Regions from separate parts of the Bicyclus anynana genome. Here region 1 is linked to region 2. A link is a contact called in public Hi-C data. All regions are on one chromosome and are shown on one strand. Each heading gives the region's core, a stretch centred on a gene start, on an enhancer-like site or on the middle of the called end of the contact. The rest is flanking DNA. Distances are from core to core; before and after follow the strand shown. Region 1 holds the start of LOC112044019. Region 2 overlaps LOC112056544.

Evidence for each region. A called contact is a pair of places that touch in the nucleus more often than the background predicts.
Region 1: a Hi-C map of whole body shows a contact between it and region 2, with 3 times the contacts expected there. The contact joins the promoter of LOC112044019 here to the enhancer-like site in region 2. A contact is called at or near these places in 2 of 2 Hi-C or Micro-C datasets (whole body and whole larva).

What each region holds. Positions count from the first base shown.
Region 1 is chr16:8,306,118-8,311,231 of ilBicAnyn1.1, forward strand. It overlaps LOC112044019, which reads left to right and starts at 3,223. Exons shown (of 12, transcript XM_052886228.1): 1 at 3,223-3,590.
Region 2 is chr16:8,235,871-8,240,459 of ilBicAnyn1.1, forward strand. It overlaps LOC112056544, which reads right to left. Exons shown (of 6, transcript XM_052886064.1): 2 at 1,613-1,817; 3 at 17-242. The coding sequence starts at 1,783. Among protein-coding and RNA genes, the nearest start is that of Trnag-ccc, 2.9 kb to the left of the region's middle. Within about 2 kb of position 2,736, at least 1 of the 8 cell types and tissues checked has open chromatin away from gene starts, as enhancers often do.

The DNA of each region.
Region 1 (5,114 bases), core at 1,973-4,472, 71 kb after region 2:
TCAACTAAATCATCGCCGAGTTTGGTCGATAAAGCCCTGATATTTTATACTAGAGATGGGGCGATTGATTTTGTTTATAAGCATCAAAACTGAGGCGGAGAAATGTGGAAGATTGACTTAATTTCATTTAGTCGCTTATTAAACAACGAACGTTATTTAAACAAATAATACCGAAATACCGTCTACAGTGTCAAGTTGTGTGTTCAGGAAGTGTAAAAATTATATCTATGTATACATCCTACTAATATTATAAACGCTAAAGTTTGTATGGATTTTGCGGTGATTTTGTAGGGACCTAACCTACCTATAGTATAAAATTATCATTGCAAAAAGCGCTAAAAAGCAACAAACATACATACTATACTATACTATCACGTAACCTTACCTTCCGTCACACACTTGTATAAAAAGAGGAAGGAAAAGGGACATTGTTAATTTTTCCATGTTGATATCATCATTACATGATACATCAGATAAACTTAATGAGTAATAATATACCTATAACATAAACAGTAGACAGACAATAAATTTTTCTTTGAATTCGTTCAATCATCACGAACAAATAGCTATACCTAGTTTGCTAGTAGATTAATCCAAGTTTCCAGAGGTATTGTGAACTGGGGGACTGTGTTTGGATAAGACACAAAGTCTATAGTTGTCTGCAATTCATAGTCTGAAGTTCTGACCTAGTCCGCATAGAATTGTTGAATTTTGATAATTGTACACTATCTCTAACTCTATCTCTCTAAAATTTGGTAAGAGTTGTTTAATTATTATTTAATAACTAGCGGACGCCCGCGACTTCGTCTGCGTGAAACCCTACTACTACGCCTACCCCTACCCTACCCTACCCCTACCCTACCCCTATCCTACTACCCCTATAGTAGTAGTAGTTAGTATCGACCACTAATCACCCCCTGATATTTATTTTGGAAATATATTTCATGTACAGAATTGACCTCTCTACAGATTTATTATAAGTATAGATAAAATGCCATTAATTTAAACAGCTTCGAAAGCCTGTTCGGCTACAATATAATAAGGAAACAAGTTCGATTTTAGGGTATTAAGATGGATGTGATCTGCATTCTCAGAAGCATTGAAAGACCTTTCAAAGTCGTTAGTAGAGACCGTGTTCGGTCCATATTTAGTAGTCCATGAATCAGATATGAGGAGATCCGCAGAAGTACCAAAGTCACCGACATAGCTCGACGAGTCGCGAAGCTGAAGTGGCAACGGGCGGGGCACATAGTTCGAAAAGCCGATGGACGTTGGGGTTCCAAGGTTCTAGAATGGCGAACAAGAAAGCGCAGTGTTGGTCGACCCCCCACCAGGTGGACTGACGACATCAAGCGAGTCACAGGATTCGCTGGATGCAGGCGGCTCAGGATTGTGATGTTTGGAAGTCCCTACAAAAGGATTATGTCCTGGAGTGGACGTCCATTATGGCATTATATTAGTGGCTGCAAATGATGATGATGATGAAGGGTAGGTACATGCCATGAGTGACCAAACACACACATAAATTACATACAAATTTACAGATAGAGGGACGGGAATAGAAAATTATATTGTGTATGAACATCTAGAATCTTACATCAAAATGGATAAATACCTCTAAATCAATATCGTTAATCCAGGGGTTAGTCTATGACTCTATGTCATCACTAGACTTCGGATTATGCGCTATCAAAATTATGAAAAATATGGATTTAGAATGCAAAACGCACAATTAAAAATGGCGAAATATGGACAATGAAAACCATTTCTGATTGGAATTTACTTTTATTTTAAAATTATAGGTAGGTAGGCTTTGCTTTGCATGTCAGCAATACTCGGGCGTATTGCTGACATGCAAAGCAAAGCAAAAGCAAAGTTTTCAGTAACATAAGTAAGTAAATGAATAAAGATTGTACTCCGATGGTGCTTTAAAACACTTTTTATGTAGAAATCAATTTGACGACATAATACAACATGCAACGCATGTATTACTATCTACTCAAATCAATGAAAAAGTTAGTACAAAAATATGACACTGTAAAAATGCAAACAAAAAAATACAAATGCATATTATCCGACGTTGTCGCTGCAGATTGTCAGATCCTGGTTCGAGATGTGAAATAGTGAGATTTTCTGATCTACAAGAAATTCGCAGTAGTGGCCCGGAAGTTCGTAATGATAAACCCACGTGACGCGGTCGGTGCATCAACCTCAACGCGCAATAAAGCAGATTAGGAATTTGAAGCTTACCAAGCTGCTGTATGGTTTTCTATTGCTTATTAGGTACAAGGTCAACCTAATCAGGCATTAGAAAACGCTGACATTTTCACATTACTGAAATTCTACTAATGAAAAATCTGAAATAGTACAAAAATAATGTAGTGACTAAAATTGAGCTTAGATATTTTAAGCATGCAGAGGATGAATGAAAGGAAAAACTAACTAAAGGGATTCATACGGCCATGTCAAACTTTCTGGAGCAAATCTGGGATTTTCTCAATAAAGGCCAGGTTAAGAGTAGGTAAAAAGGACGAACTTCATTAAAGGTCTAACGAAAATATAAGAAACAAGGGGGAATGCAAGGATGGTAGAAAGTCGAAGGACGTGGTCTAAACCTACTCCTACGATTATTAGGTGTGATGTATTGAAATCGTGTTGCAGGTACAGAACGTATCAATGTCAGTTACGGAAATTGATATGAATAACATAAGCGTGAATGAAACTTTTAGATGACTATCGTCCAAGAATTCTAAAGGACCTTTATAATTACTATTTATATACGAGTATCTGTCTTAGGGACCATAGTTGCTATTTAATTTAATAGTGTAGTTAAAAAAGCTATTTACTTTCGTTTAAAATAAGGAGCATTGTAAGAAAATCCTTAAGATTGCGGCAGTGTAACTTGAAAAACTTATTTTCATTGTGTTATGACAACAGCGCTCTCTATCGAAACAGGCTGGTATTACATCGTGCATCGCAATACGACCGTGCTCCAAGGCGTTGTAAATGTCCACATAACTGATGATTTATTTATAAAAGTTAAAATTTCTTGTCTGGAAATTGTAAATATAGATTTTTGTAGTGAAAAACATCATTCGGCTGTAAGCTTAAACTTTCCAAAGTGTTTACTTACGTACTTGTGAGTATTTTAGTTCACTCGCTCTCCGATAGATGGACGACGGTGCGCCTGTGAAGTGAGATTCAATATGGCGGCGCCATTCGTCTCTGGAACAGGGCGGGGAGAACAGTCGCCGAATTGCCACTACGACATCGACGCGTATTTTTGACGAAACATTCGTCTTCGTGAATAGAACGCGGGTGATATTGCGAAATAATCGTGTGTTTCTGTGTTAATTTATGCTGTTTGTGTTATGATTTGTGCAAAATGGTGATTTAGTGGTGTTTAACGTGCAAGGACTTTAGGGTAAGAATGTCTAGCAGTTGACATGTTTATCTGTGTCGTGTGTGAAGATTTTCCCTTCGCGTGAGGAGGTGGTGTGCGTTAGTGTGCGCGGCGGCGGCTAGTGTGCGTGCCGTGGCCGTGGTTACGCGAGGATCCAATGATGGATTGCATTTCCTGGGATGTATAGGTAAAAATCATTAGCTGTAGTTAGAGTATAATGTTAAGCCTTGCAACGATACGAACATAAGAATGGTTTCGGCAGTTACGTACCCATGTGCTTTGTTTTAAACGTAGCCAGACTTTTAAATTGTAGCGCATGTATTTTGTAAAGATGTATCCTTGAATCGATTTGTTTAAGAGCTTAGATTTCGAAACTATTGGCCTTTATTTTTTAGTTTCCTCTTAGAGTTAAGGAGGTCGTATAGACCTTGAATCGAGTCTGTTCTCTTTACAAATTGTTTTCCTTCACAAAGAACTCTGTGAAGTGTAAAACAATTACTATCCATCTCACAAGTTCATTATTTACTACATACATCTCTAAGATTCCTATAAGAATAACTGGTTTGTTTTACAGGTCAATTAACTAAATATTATCAGCAAATGAAACAACAAACGTAGAGAGCTTTTTATTAAATGTGATCCAATCGCTTGCACAAAGTCTTGGTTAAACAAATGAATCTTAATTCATTACATTCATGCAGAGTCGCGCCAGAATATGGTTCCCCTCGCTCTGTTCACTGCCTCTGGTTATCAGCTTACAAAATGACTAAAGCTGTCCCACTCGGGCAAACAACTAATCTGTATATAACCGTCTCTTTTCAGCGCATATTGCGCGTTTTTCTTCTTTTACCGCGTCATATGCCAGTGTTAAACCATGAGCACAGTTTCGAGTGTTTAAAAAGTAAAGTCGACTCAATACCGTTTCATCGTCGCGTGTAGATTCATATCCCCGATGCAGCAATTTGATCTTAATTGATTGGAAGTTCTTTGTTTAAGGGTACGGTAGGTAATACTAATAAGGGGTATGTTAAGGGCACTGCGCATCTACACAGCGCAGTCAGCCAGTCGGTACTCGGCCGCGTCGCACGTGGATTCCTTGTCGACGACCCACCGTGATTCTATTGTGTTGACAAGTGTGATAATGACTGTTATATTATAAATAGAAGTGGTAGCAAGCGATCGTTCCCACTTGTTCCGTTTGACTATTAGATTAACCACATCGTTGTTGGATAATACTGAACAGTTGGAGTAAAATCTTTGTAACTAGGTAGGTAAGTAATAAAATTCTCCTTCGGCCTTTGGATGTTTGTTATACTTCACAGGTGGATAGAGTTCCTGAATAGCCATCATTTCATAATATAATTGATTAAGTGATGATATTATTTGCATTTAAACCTAGTATTTCGTAACAATAACAATTTTTAATTTAAGGCTTTGTCAAAACACACTAGTTAAGATTTGTAAATTCCTCTATAAATTAACTTGTAGGTGCTAGTTTTACTATTTAATTGACAATAAACAAAAAGTTGTGTTTGTGTTTATATGAGACTACTCAGACGTATTAATCATCATTAAATAGAATGTTAATTAAATATATACCCAGCTTCAACTATTTTACAAATACAACTTCAGACACTATTTTCACATTTATTGTATGCTTTCATACATCAGTATTTGTATAAAAACTTACTACACTAAGAACTTTCAAGAT
Region 2 (4,589 bases), core at 1,486-3,985:
ATGATGAATATATTACCATGTTCGCCGGCCGGTAAATGTTGAGCAGTCGCTCGCGCCGCTTCCTCTAGTAAATCCTCCCTCGCCACGTCCAGTTCAAGAGTTGCCAGCCTCGGCGGCGGCTGGTCTTCAGGCGTGGCTGCCACGTGCGCTTGCAGCCAGGACTCTGCCAAACGGGCCCCCAAGCCCCCTGGACGACAACCAGCTATGACCCGCCATCCTTTGCCGCTTAGATATGTTGCTATCTGTGAAGGATATCATGTCACTTTTAATAAAATTAGAGGTTTCTAAATAAGATCTAGACTAAAACAATGTGATCATTGTAAAGTACCTATACTATAGGCTCGCCACGGATGTTTATGTTTGTGAAGTTAGCTGCGGAATGAGTATGCGCATTCGTAAAGACTGCCGTTTGTACCGTTATTGATTCATTGCGCAGTCATTTGTTGCTAACTTCACGAACACAATATCTCGTGGCGGACCCGTGACTCGTGAATGTTTTCTTTTTGTTTTTCCTTACATACGATTTTGATCAAACTAGCCTTTGCTTAATCTGGCCGGTTAAAAATCCGTTGAGTAGGATAGCACCAACAATCAGAAAATAATTTCTATAGATGAATGATTTAGCATCTTTTTGATTAGCAGCTCTGCTATTACGAGTATGATCATTGGGTTTTTAGTTTTTACTCTTCGATTTCTTGTAATAAATAGAAGATCTAAATAAGTAGCAATCCCTCATAGTGAAATTTATTCTACTAAATAAACTTATTTGTATGTAACGTAAGATAATGTTTTCTTGGCGAAGTAGGTGAGTGAAATCGTAACAAATGAAAATTGCGAGTAAAACATATCTATAGATACCGAAGAAACTTTGTTTATTTTACAAATCATTCTACTGGCGTGGGACGTTAGGATCACTTTTGATAATGATAATAATGTTTGAGAGCTCATTCTAAGAGCTACGGATTTATGAAAATGCTTTGCTAAGGATTGCTATAAAGTATTATCTAAAAAAAAAGTAATGACCGCGACTGTCGGCATGACCCAGCTCCGACTTCGAATTGCTGAGAATTTCTTGTACCTATTTAAGGCTAAATACTACATAGCCCCAAACCAAGACTTCATGATCCCTAGCCGCAATATGTTAACTATTGAATTAACGGACCAGTCGAGTATGATTATAGAGCAAATTTTGAGTCTCTTACCGGTTCTTTTCAGCAGATCCTGCCTTTCGAACTTGGAGAGTCACTACTAACAGACAAACCTAACCTTCCAAAAAAAACATAGAATCTCCTAATTTTTGGAAGTCGGTAAAAAAGTGCTTGTAAAAAAGCCATGCACCCAGTGGCGTAGCGTAACGAAATTAGTTAATTAGTTATCCCAATAAAGGGGATTCACAAAAGAAACAAAAATAAGGAACCGGGGAAAAAAACCGGGACTTTTGTCATTTCTGATGTGTCGACGAGAAGCACCAGATTAAGTGAGATTGTGGATTACATTTTACTAATTTTTGCTTTCCCCTTGTAGTCCAGGAGTCCCGTATCATTGATACGGCGGTAGCTACGACCCTGCTAGTACCTGAAATAAATAACATACATAATAATGATAACCATACCTGCAATCCAAGTGCGGAGTCAACTGACGTCACAAGCACAGTCTTCGCACTATCAACGGGCAGCACTTCTGCTACGCGGACCTTCCTCAGCAAATACAACAGCAGGGCACCGACTATGGAGCAAAGCGCAGCCAGCTGCAGACCCAGGGATAACCACGTCAGAGGATCCATTGTCTTATAGCGAGCGCATTATATGAACTGTTATCTGAAACAAATAAAGATTGAGATGAGTTTCATTATTATCATCATCCTATGTTATTTAAACGGGTACATACCACGATAAAAAGACGATATTTTTAATGTCGATATTTCGACCCAGTTGCATGGATGGTGTGCAAACCAAGAGGGCGCCGCGATACGCATAATAACAAAAGCGATGTCGTGATTGTGGTTTGCCTAAACAGCCAAAAACGCGCAACCACGAAATAAGTTTAAAATTATCATCAGCCTATTTTGACGGTCGCGTGGCAGTTAGTTCGATTAGTTCGATTCCCACAACTGGACCAGTAGTTCTTGATATTACCGCGTTCAACCAAACAAACAACTCTTCAGCTTTATATTAGTATAGATATATGAGAAAATCCGCTATCTTAGTACCCATAACACAGGATATATCTACACTTTGGGGCTAATTAGTGATGTGTGTATTGTGTATATATAGGCATCTATGATCGATATATATATAGGTATATTTAATTATTATAACAGTCCATTTCACGGCCAGGCTTTTCTTTATAGGCTTATAAGGTTATTATTTTTAACTCTTTAACGATAACTGTCAGATGCTAATAAAAATAGCCGGGATTGAAGTGCTTTTAGTCATGGTAGTATAAGTACAAACTTCCCAACTCCGGGCTGCGAATTTTTATTCGAAAATTTTGCAGACGAAAGTAAATCATAGCGCGACTCAGGACTCGAACCTATATAGGCTAACCACTTGCAATAGTGTCAAGCGTCGCTACTAGCGGGCATTACAAACCTTCCAGCCAATAATGAATGGAGACAACGTTTCGGGGTGTATTGACAATGTTTAATACTTCATGCCTTATTACGTTTCACACTGACTGTAATTGTATAAGTATTGTTCAGTTTGTTTGTCAATAGGTCTGTCCGTTGTCTGCGTTTAGTAAACAAAGCCACAATGGCCGGCATAATTCATAACCCTCGTGGATTGTAGACAATGTCGTTCTCGAGCCTCATGCAAATGAATTCGCACTTATTCGCCTCTGGGTTGCGTTGTTTAGATTAGGTTTAAGAGCTCTTAACATTTCATTTACATTTATATACTGTGTAAATTAGTTGATACGTTGGTTGGCTATGGCTACTAATCTATCTACTTATACGTACAACTCACAACATTGCCACGTTGTATGGCAATACTCTCTGACCTAAATATAGGCCAGCCTTCTTCTAGTCACGGGAGGTGTCGATTAATCGCTTTGCATTTTCTTCCTTGTGGTTATTATAAGTAAAATAAGATAAGTCTAACGAAGCGAAAAAAACCTTTGTTGCCTTAAGAAAATTCGTAAGGAAAATGTTACAAAAAAAAAGTCTTTCGTGGGCGTCGTGGGCACCCGATTCGATAAGTACTAGGTATATCAAGGTACCTATCTAAGTATAAAATTAATTATTGTTGCGAATGTCAGAAACTTTAATAACGGTCAAATTAAGTTAAACGGCAAAAAGTAACTCATTTATTATTGTTTCCGCTTGTTCTATAGGTAATGTTCTTTTTATCTACCACTTTTATCGCATCTATATAATCCACTTTACAACATAAACAAACGAAGATGAAAGCACAATCTCACTCAAGGCAACTTCCAATTTACCGTTTACGCTTGTTTTCTACAATAATTGCGGCAGTTTTTGCTATGAAAGTCCTTTTCAATGTGAAAGAAATCGAGAGTTTACTCCGACTGTTGATTTTGTTACGGTTCGTTACCGATTATTTAGCCGGCTGCCGACGCCGTAACTAAATCGCAAGTTGCTTTCATTGCCTATACAATTAGAGAAAGAAATCTTAAGACCTCAACTTTAAAGTTATTTGTATTTCTACGTTTTGCTTTGCAGACGTCTTAAAGTTGCTGCAATGTAAGTTTGTACTAATGCAAACAAACGAACTTAAACAATAATTTGCCTATATTTTGACAGGAATGTCAAAGTGATTGTAATAAAAAAAATTATTTACTTAGGTAATTAACGGAATTTTAAAACAGGCAAGTAATTTTGTTCTTCACAAACGAAACGATTACCTATGGTAATTATGAGAATTTAAAATATTTATTAACAATTAACTCCTTTTTACTTGAATACAAATTAATAATTTAATACAAGTGTAAGCTTTTACAAAGATTAAAAAGAATAATAAAATCTAGATTTAAATAAATTAAATAATTATAACAAATACAAATTATAATAATATAGCAATGATGAGGTCTAGTCTAGGTTGGACCGTAGTTAATTGTCTAGTAAATGCATATTCACTCGTTTTAGATATGTTCGCTAAATTACAAAACTAAATTAATGAAAAATAAGTTTCTAATTACATAGCCGCTAGCTAGCTAGCTAGTTACATTATCTTCCACTTACATCACACATGCACTAAATAATTATATAAATAAAAATGAACGCTGTGTGAATAACATATATGAGAGTAAAAAAAAACAAGAAAAACTTGTACGTTATATGAGGCATATCTAACGAAAGGCAGCGAGTTAAGTAAGAGTGTTAGTATTTCAACAGCCTGGCCCTTTTGCTTTCATGACCTGATAATTGGCGCGAGCCGGGAATATGTAGTTTTTATTTCAACAACTAACATGTGAATATCTATAACAATGCCCATTTTTGGTGAGTTTGCAACGTTAGAAGGCTCAAAGTCACTCAGCGGGCGATGGAGCGAGCTATGCTTGGAGTTTCTCAGCGTGATCGAATCAAAAATGAGTAGATCCGCAGACGAACCAAAGTCACTGACATAGCT